3 separate regions of the Mus musculus genome follow, and regions 1 and 3 are each linked to region 2. Evidence: chromatin contacts called from public HiChIP or PLAC-seq data. All regions are on one chromosome and are shown on one strand. The core of a region is the stretch at or near the end of the contact, and the rest is flanking DNA. Distances in the headings are between cores, read along the strand shown.

The links. HiChIP or PLAC-seq counts read pairs in DNA pulled down with a chosen protein or histone mark.
Region 1: a FOXA1 HiChIP or PLAC-seq map of pancreatic cancer cells shows a contact between it and region 2. The contact joins the promoter of Fam220a here to the promoter of D130017N08Rik in region 2. A contact is called at or near these places in 2 of 39 promoter capture datasets (cranial neural crest and fetal liver), 3 of 115 datasets of contacts at active chromatin or transcription factors (bone marrow-derived macrophages, embryonic stem cells and pancreatic cancer cells) and 1 of 9 other capture datasets (adipose tissue).
Region 3: a contact with region 2 is called in an H3K4me3 HiChIP or PLAC-seq map of bone marrow-derived macrophages, with 2.4 times the contacts expected there. The contact joins the enhancer-like site here to the promoter of D130017N08Rik in region 2. A contact is called at or near these places in 10 of 39 promoter capture datasets (the 3T3-L1 cell line, cranial neural crest, hematopoietic stem and progenitor cells and 5 more), 3 of 484 Hi-C or Micro-C datasets (the G1E-ER4 cell line and nephron progenitors) and 1 of 115 datasets of contacts at active chromatin or transcription factors (bone marrow-derived macrophages).

What each region holds. Positions count from the first base shown.
Region 1 is chr5:143,547,108-143,550,046 of GRCm38.p6, forward strand. Fam220a (family with sequence similarity 220, member A) reads left to right here and starts at 1,613. Exons shown (of 2, transcript NM_133703.5): 1 at 1,613-2,027.
Region 2 is chr5:143,756,528-143,759,841 of GRCm38.p6, forward strand. It overlaps D130017N08Rik (RIKEN cDNA D130017N08 gene), which reads left to right and starts at 1,827. Exons shown (of 2, transcript NR_015486.2): 1 at 1,827-2,262. It also overlaps a transcript of Usp42 not described here.
Region 3 is chr5:143,988,693-143,991,964 of GRCm38.p6, forward strand. It overlaps Ccz1 (CCZ1 vacuolar protein trafficking and biogenesis associated), which reads right to left. Exons shown (of 15, transcript NM_177682.3): 13 at 2,780-2,938; 14 at 1,946-2,073. Among named protein-coding and RNA genes, the nearest start is that of Gm17135, 9.4 kb to the left of the region's middle. Within about 2 kb of position 1,574, at least 53 of the 459 cell types and tissues checked have an H3K27ac peak or open chromatin away from gene starts, as enhancers often do. A contact at or near this core is called in bone marrow-derived macrophages, where this site is marked.

The sequences.
Region 1 (2,939 bases), core at 363-2,862, 210 kb before region 2:
AAATGCCCCACAGCTGGAACTTATGGAGGCATTTCCCCAACTGAAGCTCCTTTCTCTGAGATAACTCCACCTTGTGTCAAGTTGACACACAAAACCAGCCAGTACAAAAGTCACATTTTATTTAGTTTATGTGTTTGTGTGTGTGTATACATGCATGTAACACAGCAGGCTGGAGGAGATGGGAAGATGTGTTTTTTGATTTCTACTGCTGTGCTAAACACTATTACCAAAAACAAGGTGGGGAGAAAAGAATTTATTTGCCTTTGCCTTATATTTCTTTTCTTTTCTTAACAGGGTTTCTCTGTGTAGCTTTGGCTGTTCTGGATCTCAGTCTAAAAACTGGACTGACCTCGAACTCACAGAGATCTGCCTGCCTCTGTCTACTGAGTACTGGGGTTAAAAGCATGCACCATCACCACCACGGACCACCAGGTTTACCTTGTTTTCTTACATGTGTGAGTCGTAGAGTGGGGTTGCTGCGTTGCGTCCTGGCGCCCTCTAATGGTGAAGCTGAGGATAACAGGGAACGTGGCGTGGCAGCGCTAACCTGTTGCTATTCCAGTTTCAGGAGGCTGCTGCTGAGTTGATATCACCCTTTATGGCCTGGACCCTCTCACACCCATCACCAAACAAGAAGATGCCGTACAGAATCGCTTACAGGTCAACCTGATGGAGGCAGTTTTTCAATTGAGGTTCCTTTTTCCAGCATAACTCTAGGAATTAGATAACTCTAGACGAGGTTCTCAGCCTTCCAATGCGCGACCCCCTTAATACAGTTCTTCGTGTGGTGACCACCAACCATAAAATTATTTCACAACGACTTTATAACTTTAGTTTTGCTAATTTTACGAATCGTAATGTAAATATCTGATATACAGGTGGTCTTAGGCTAACCACTGTGAAAGGATCGTTCGGTCTCCAGAGAGGTCGCGACCCACTGGTTGAGAACTGCTGGTCTATCTTGTGTCACGTTAACAAAAATAAATGAGCAGCATAGAAGGCAACACCCTAGAGTCACTTGTGTTCTTCCACCATGAGGGTCTCAGGAATTGAACTCAGATCCTCTGGAGCAATGGGAAGTGCATTTTACCTACTTCACCATTTTGCTGGTCTCACTGTAACCATTTTTAGGAATATGTGTGTTATAAAGTACCTGTGGCCATACCCAGGCATCATCTCTTTTCTGTTATATTTTAAAGATTGATTTTTATTTGGATGTGGTGTGTGTGCGAATGAGTGCAGATGCCCAGGAAGGTCAGATATTGGCTCTCCTGGAGCCAGCTACAGGTGGATTTTGAGCCACCTAGTGTGGGTACGGGAAACTGAACTGAGGGTCCTCTGGAGGAGCAGCCAGCCTTGAGTTCATGTTTTTCCTGCTTCAGTCTCTTGAGTGCTGGAATATTAACAGGCTAGCGCCACCACGCCACTTTCCCTGTGTCGTTATTCTCAACTCTTCACCATTAGAGGACGCCAGATGCAACGCAGCCAACCCTAGTCTCCAACTCATGCGCACTTCACTTGCAGGAAAGCCGCCCGAGGGGCGGGGCGGCCCGGGGCGGGGCGGGAGGCGGAGTCTGCTGCCTGCGCAGGCGCGGGCCGGCTTTGTGACGTCAGGCCGCGCGGCCCGGCCGGGAATCCAGGTGGTAGCTGGTGGAGTCGCCTCCGGAGAGTGACGCGCAGACTCGGCTCCCCCGCGGCCCGCCCTCCTGCCGGCCTCGCCGCGGTCTCCCTTGCTCCCTGAGATCGCTGAGCGCTGAGCAGCGGCCCGGGAGAGGAGGCCTTGGGCGACGGGGCGCGGAGAGGGAGGGCGGGCGGGCAGTGGGGGCGCCGCGGATCTCTATATGGCGACGGCTCTGTCGGGTCTGGCTGTCCGGCTGTCGCGCTCGGCCGCCGCCCGCTCCTATGGGGTCTTCTGCAAGGGGCTGACCCGCACGCTGCTCATCTTCTTTGACTTGGCTTGGCGGCTGCGCATCAACTTTCCTTACCTCTACATCGTGGCTTCCATGATGCTCAACGTGCGCCTGCAGGTAGGTGAGCCGCGCCCTCCGCATCCCTGCCCACCTGGCTCGGCGGGATGCAGGTGCTAAGGGGCTCATGCTATCAGCCTGAGGCTGAGTGTGAACCAAACACCGCGTCCCTCCCACCCCCGTTACCCTACTCTGCATAGAGGATGCTTCAGAAGGTAGGTTCCCACATCTGGGGGTGGGGTCCAAGGAAAGATGACAGGAAGGTCCCTTAGGACGCTTTGTCCTCAAAAATGACAAATTGTTGGCGATCCTGTAGCTGCGAGTTCCTTTGTGAATTCTGGTTCCCCAAACTTTGTGACGGTATATTATATTATCCTTGTACTGTAGGTTGAAAGTTAATGGTGTCTTGACCAATGTTTTCGGTATCTTCTGACCAGGGATTAGAAATGGCGATAGGGATGAAGATGAGAGAGAAAGAGGGAAAACAGATTTAGAGGCCTGCAACAGTTTAGACGTGGACTAACAGCATGCCTGCATCAGCATTCTGGAGGCCTCATTTGCTGAAAATGACTGACATTTCTCTATCTTGAATTTACAAAATGCTTTTTTTTCTAGCGGAGAGGTCTTACGGACCTGAGTGTTCTGTCTCAAAATGTAAGAAAGGCTGCATAGTGAACTTGGATTCTGTTTACACACCTTGGAGTGTCACAGGCTGTGTTGGAAGGAAGGACTTGGCTCCACCCCTGGGAAGCATGTAATCTGACAGAGGTTTTTTGTTGTTGTTTTTGTTTTGTTTTTGGTTTTTTGTGGTTCTGGAAATGAACCCGGTGGGTGCATTGGTTTGCCAGCCCTAACCCCAGCCTTACTGTGCTTATGTTGTTCCCTGGTGTGCAGAGGCGCCAGTTCAGTATAGTGCTACCTAGTTTTTCTGCAGTTGGGTCAAGTTGGAGTGTAATGGACTTGGTGTGTGTA
Region 2 (3,314 bases), core at 577-3,076:
CATACGGTCCTAACGAGACTATTGTAGTTGTCCTTTTACTTTTCATGTTGTAGCTTCTAGGTTTAGTTGATCACAATCAAATAATGAGTGTCAGTCCGTGTGCCTGGGGATGAAAGGCTTTTCTCGGTTGATGGGATTGCTTGTGTAAAAGTAGATGTAAAAGTAGGAGGCCTCTGTTGGTATCTTCTGTTGGGTGTCATTGGACAAAAATTATATATCTATGAAAAATATATTTATAATCTCTCATAGTTTTGCAAGTGTGTACATCCAGTCCTTGGGAGATGCACACCAGAGGATGAAGAGTTCAAGTTTCTGTCCGCTACAGGCCAGCCTAGGATGCATGACACCCTTTTCAAAAGCGCCAACAGAGGAAGGCATTTCTGTTGAGTGGGAGCTGCCAGTCAAGCGCACCCTCATTGCTGAGGTGGTGCATCTCTCAGGGCAGCTCGCATGCCGTCCACACTGCAGTCATGGTGAGGACCCCACAGCAGCTGCACTGCAAGCATGGCTGAAGACCTGCCATGGTTACAGCCGGTCTAGACCACCGGCCTTAGAAAGCAGCATTCCTAAACAAGACAGAATAAAGGAAACTCTACAGGCCCCTGAAGCCATTTCACAGGGGCCAGGGGAGGATGCTACCCCTGCCCAACTCTCCCTGAAGGCCTTTGGTACAAACTCGATCCTTCATTTGCATTATGGACAATGTCATGATGGCTGTAATACTCTCGCTACACATACCCTTTTCGACCCAAAGCCGTTTGTCTCAGCTTTCTCAGACAGGGCTTCACGTAGCCCTTACCTAATTGTGTAATTACCTCCTCCTCACCCTGTCTTTATTTCCCATATGTCCAGATTACAAATATTGATACCTCACTAGGTTTGACTACAATTTAGAAGCAGTAAGCCATTGCCATCTTTTTACATTAGGCCCATAAATCTTTTGCTATATTTAGGTTTTTGAAATAAGTATGGCAGGCCTGAGGTGGTGATATGAAGAGTAGACTCCAGGTTAGGGTCAGGGCCTGAAACCATAAGCCTGTGACTCTCAGGACTTAAATAGTCCAGCCTAGCTCCTGTTTTGAACTTGGAGGCCCAGGTCAACTAGTCAATAGCCTACCAGCGCCTCCTCACTGCTCAGCATTTCCCCTCTCCTTGGTCTCTCTTCTCCTTTCCTCCCTCCCTCTTTCTATACATACATTGAATGTAGCCCAGGCTCTCACCAAATGGTCTATACACCTCAGGATGATATATAACTCCTAACACACTTGCTTCTACTCCTAAGTGCTGGGATTAATGACATGGGCCACCACACCAGACTCCTTACTCATGATGTCTGAGTAAGACAAAAGAACCAAACCCGGGTGGCTCTTAAATATATATTACATGGATGTATAGTGTTTGGGAGTATAAGGTAGGAGGCCATTGTGGACACGGAGCTTACTTTTGGTCACAGCAGAATGACTGAAATTAGGTGTCATGGTCAAAGGGGATTAGGTTCTCTGAAAGACAGTTTGTAAAGGCGGCAGGAGGGCCACACAGTCGAATGCGACCCTTGGCTGCCGCTCCCAAAACGCCACCACTAAAGTCTTCCAGCCAGTTTTTGCCCATGTGGGACCAACCCATTCTTCCCTACCGGAAGTGGAAGGGGGCGGAGCCGGCGGAAGTTCTATCTCCACCAGGCGCAAGAGGCCAATGTGTAACTTCCTCCCGGGGAGGGGACACTTCCAGTTACTGCGCCCCAACCTAACCCTACGGGTGCCGAGCGCGGCCAGCGCAGTGCGCCTGCGAGCTGTCCCTGCATCCCGCGCGCAGTGGGCGTTACTAACGGACAGCACCGGCCTCTGGGAGTTCAGATACAGTGATGCTTCAGAAACTGTGGACCCTCGGACCCAGCCCCTGTTAATGTTGAAGGACCAGGAAATATGAATCTAGGTAGCAGCTGAGGCTCTAGCTAAGGACCATGCAAAGCGTGTTGGAGAATGTGTTTCCAGCTCACCTAAGTAAAAAAAAAAAGACTACCCGACCCGACCGCACAGATTCGCAGTCGAGTTGAAATCGATCTGAAAAAAAGAATTGGTGCGCGTTAATTTAAACAAATCTCCTAAGATCCAAGGCTACAGGATCCGAGCTCACCAAAGATCACAACACGGGGTATGAGTTCCCGAGAGCCTGCTGTAAATACGCCAGCTATTTAATCTCACTTGGAACCTGCAAGTTAGGTAACATCCAGATCTCCTTCCCAAATGAAGGGCCGTGGCACAGGTTAAGTAAAACTTCATCCTTATTCACCAGTGTGTGCATGTGCGTGTGCGTGGAGATAGTTTTCTCAACCCCTGCCAAAAATGACATTATTTTAGGACCCACTGTTATAATGGTACTAAAAATATTAGGGTAACTTTTTTTCTCATTTATTTTTGAGATGAGGTCTTGCTGTGAACAGCCCATACACTTGTGCTAATCTTGTCTCTGCCTTACAATGCTGCAATTACAGGGCCTGACATCATGTCCAGCCTTTGTTTTTTTTCAGACTGGGTGTGCTTTAGCTCAGCTGTCTGTAAACTTGGGCTGTAGCTGGGGTTTGCCTTGGCACCCCCTACCTGCCTCTCATCCTGCATAAGTGCTGGGAATTACAGCACTGTGCTACTGGCTAGGCGTTTGTTAAAGCTTTGTCAGAAGCTTTGTGTACTTTCTTGAAAAGGTTTTTTGTTTTTTAAAGCAATGTAATAATATATCCTTTGCCTCTTGTACTGACATTGAGGCCTCAAAGCCAAAAGGATTGAAATTGGAGCAACCCTCTCATGTTGGCGGTTAATTGTGGAAATCGCCATGTAAGATGTCTTAGTTGACCCAAGGAATTCAGTGAGGATTCCTTAGCCATTCGCCTTGGAGGAAGTGAAGAAGGCAAGCCAGATGTGGTACGCTCCTGTAATCCCAGCACCTGGGAGACTGAGGCAGAAGGATCGCTGACTGAGAGGCTAGCCTAGATGACACTGTGTGTTCTAGACCAGCCTGGGCAAGAGAGTGATACCTTGTGCCAGAAAACTGAAAAGCGGAAAAATATTTTAAAAAGAACCACAGCAGAAGTGGCTGGGGTGTCGCTCAGTCGTGCTTTGCTTGTCTAGGTCAGGCAAGGCCCTGGGTCGGACCCCCAGCATCACACCAAGTCGAGAGGAGGAGGAGAGAGAGAGCAAAAGTAGGTGTGCTCACCTGCTGAGTCAGCCGAGTCTGCACGCTAACTGTCACTGTGTAGGTGAGGACCTACCAAGTGAGGGTTCTAATCTCGATGACATCACAAGTGTTGCCTGGCACCAAGT
Region 3 (3,272 bases), core at 324-2,823, 230 kb after region 2:
TAAGTAGAGAGCCCAGGGCCTTGAGTATGCCAGGCAAATGCTATACCACTGAGCTCCATGCCCACCCCTTTAAACTCCCATTTTATCTCTGCATGCACCCAAATACTAATGCAAATGAAGACCTGAAATGTCCTAATGCTGGGCACAGTGAGGCTGCCTGTAATCACAACGTTAGGAAACCGTGGGACAATGGCTGTAAGTTCAAGGTTGGACTGGCCTACATAGCAACTTTCAGGCCAGCCAGATGGAAGCTCTTGTCTCAAAAACACAAAACAAAAGCCCAAAACAAACCAACAAAAGAACAGATGTTAAGATCCTCTATGTCACTTATGATGAGCTTGGTAGGATTTGTCCCCTGCCTGCCGTTAGTGTCATGCCACAGAGAGCAGTGGCGAAGCCCAATCCCATGAGGACAATGCGATCTTTTCTCCAGGACAACATTCATTAAGACCCATAAAGCAGCTGCTAGATCACACTGTCCAGAAAGGAGACCAACCCCGCCCTGATGGGAAGGCAGAAAAAAACTGCATTCTTCTGCCCATGTGCAGATGGTGACAGCTGGAAGTGCCCTGTGAACCTGGCAGCCTGGAGGGTTCTCATCACAGGATCTATAAAAGGACATTTGTACAGTGGGCAGCTATAAAAGGACATTTGTACAGTGGGCAGCTATAAAAGGACATTTGTACAGTGGGCAGCCATGCCTTGTTTGCTGATTTTTCTTTTTGTAGCACTTTAGAAAACACTTTTCTTTTAGGCACTGTTAAGTTTCCCACCCCACAGGAGAAATAAAAGCATTTAATGGGGGACTGGAGACACAGCTCAGTGGCTAGGAGCACCTGCTATTCTTACAGAAGACCCCATTTGGTTCTCGGCACCCACAGGACAGCCTACAACTGTCAGTAACTGCAGCTCCTTCTGGCTTCCTCAGGGACCAGGCACAAGTGGGTGGGACACAGACATAAATGCTGGTAAAATACCCATATGCATGAAATAAAGTTTTCTTTAAACCCGAAATACACAGAATAGAAGCATCTGCTTGGATCTTAGGAGTTGTGTTCTGGTTTCTGTTTGCACTGGAGGCTGAGTTAGGCCCTCACTCATGCTCGGCGGGTGTAGCAGTGGGCTACATCCCTCACAGACCCCTGACACCCATCTCATTTCCCCCCCACCATTTATTCAAGGTAGAGACTCCATTAATAGCCCAGGCAGACTTTGAAGTTCTCATCCTCTTGCCTCTTGAAAAGCTGGGATCCAAGGCCAGGAGCTTCTGTTTGTTTGATTTCTGGGGCAGTTATGAGCTGCCCCATGTGTAGACCAAACTTGAGTCCCTGTAAGAGCAGCAGAGACCCTGAGCCTCTGGAGCTGTCTCTGCAGTCCCTGTTTTTTTGCTTTCTAATGTTTATTTTATGTGACTATCTTTTGTCAGCATGTATGTCTATCACCACGTGTGCCCGATGCTGTCAGAGGACAGACGAGGTATTGGATCCGTGAGAACGGGGCTACGGCTGCCTGCGGGCCACTGTGTGGGAGCTGGAACTAAGCCAACGTCTTAACCCGGAGCCACTGCTGCAGCTCACCAAGTTACTTCCCTTTTAAAGAACTTCCTATTTCCTTGTGTGTGCACGTGTGTGTATGGAGGGATACAGTATGCATGCATGAGGTCTGAGGACATTCTGTGTGTCACCAAGCTTGGCAGCACGCTCCTGTACCCACTAGGCCACTTCTCAGGCCATATTTACTTTTTTTTGAGATAGGGTCTCCTGTAGTCCAGGCTGAGTTCAAACTCACTCTGTAGCTGAGGATGGACGTAAACTCCTGATCCTCCTGCCTCAGCTGGAATTATAGGTATGACCACAATGTGCAGCTTCTATAGTTTCTTAACCCAGGGAAAGATTATTTGAAGTATCCGTGGTTAAAGTTCTCCTGAGGTCCCAGGCCCCCTTACCATTGACCTCGATCAGGTTCGCATTCTTCTGACTGAGAATCACGTACAGCTCCCGCTGGTCAGACTTCTTCCCAACAACCCAGTAGTCGCTCATGGCCTTCACAATGATTTCTTCATCTTCATCTGCTCTGTAACAAAGTTTCAGAGTGGGATGCTTTTATGTACACAGCTAGACTGGGAAGAGAAAAAGAATTCAAAACAAGAAATGGTACTAAGGGGCTGGAGAGATGGCTCAGTGGTTAAGAGCACTGACTGCTCTTCCGAAGGTACTGAGTTCAATTCTCAGCAACCACATGGTGGCTCACAACCATCTGTAATGAGATCTGACGCCCTCTTCTGGAGTGTCTGAAGACAGCTACAGTGTACTTACATATAACAATAAATAAATCTTAGGGCTGGAGCAAGCAGAAGCCAAGTTTAATTCCCAGCAACCACATGGTGGCTCACAACCATCTGTACAGCTACTGTGTACTCATATACATAAAGTAAATAAATCTTAAAAAGAAAGAAAGAAACGACACTAAGTTGTAGTTATAAATAGTTAAGTAGTCACGTATGAAAGGCAACCTTGTGTGATGTGGAAGCAGTCTCTTCTCAAGGGCTCTGGGTCACTTGGTTTAAAGGTAATTATTTAGCTAGGCATGCAGGCATATGTCTATAATCCCAGCCCTGAGAAGGCTGAGGCAGAGAGATCTTGAGTTTAAGTACTACTAGGTTATACAGTGAATCCCATGTAAACAAACAAATAAGATAAATATAAATATACATACGTATAACTCCTTTAAATCTATTCTCAGAAAGGCAACATCCGCTTTGAGAAGTCGCTGGGATTACCTGGTAAAGTCACTGTTGATGTCCCCTAATATCTTCATTAGATCTGGGTGGACGGATGTGAGTGACACACTGGGCGTTTTCCTCATGTGAATTGTACTTTTCTCTGCTAAATTCATGTGGTTGAAGTAGATGAACTTAAACTGGGGCTCCTTTTCAGACCTGTGCAGACATGACATTGAGATGACGACCACTGAAAGAACAGTTATCCCAAGCACACAGGCACGGGTGAGAGTGCAGAATGGCAATCTCAATTCATAGTCAAAACCAAAACTCAAGAGACCCACGAACAGAAAATGCACAAACTAAAACGGAATGGCAGGGGTGGCACGGTGACTCCAAAGAGAAAGCCAAGTAGCACCAAGCCTGATGACCTGAGTCAGAACCCAGGGCCCACATGATGGAGGGAGAGACTCGACTCGACTCTCGCAAACCATTCTCTGACCTAGACACACACACAATAAATACATGGAACTAAATGACTATATAAAGGCTT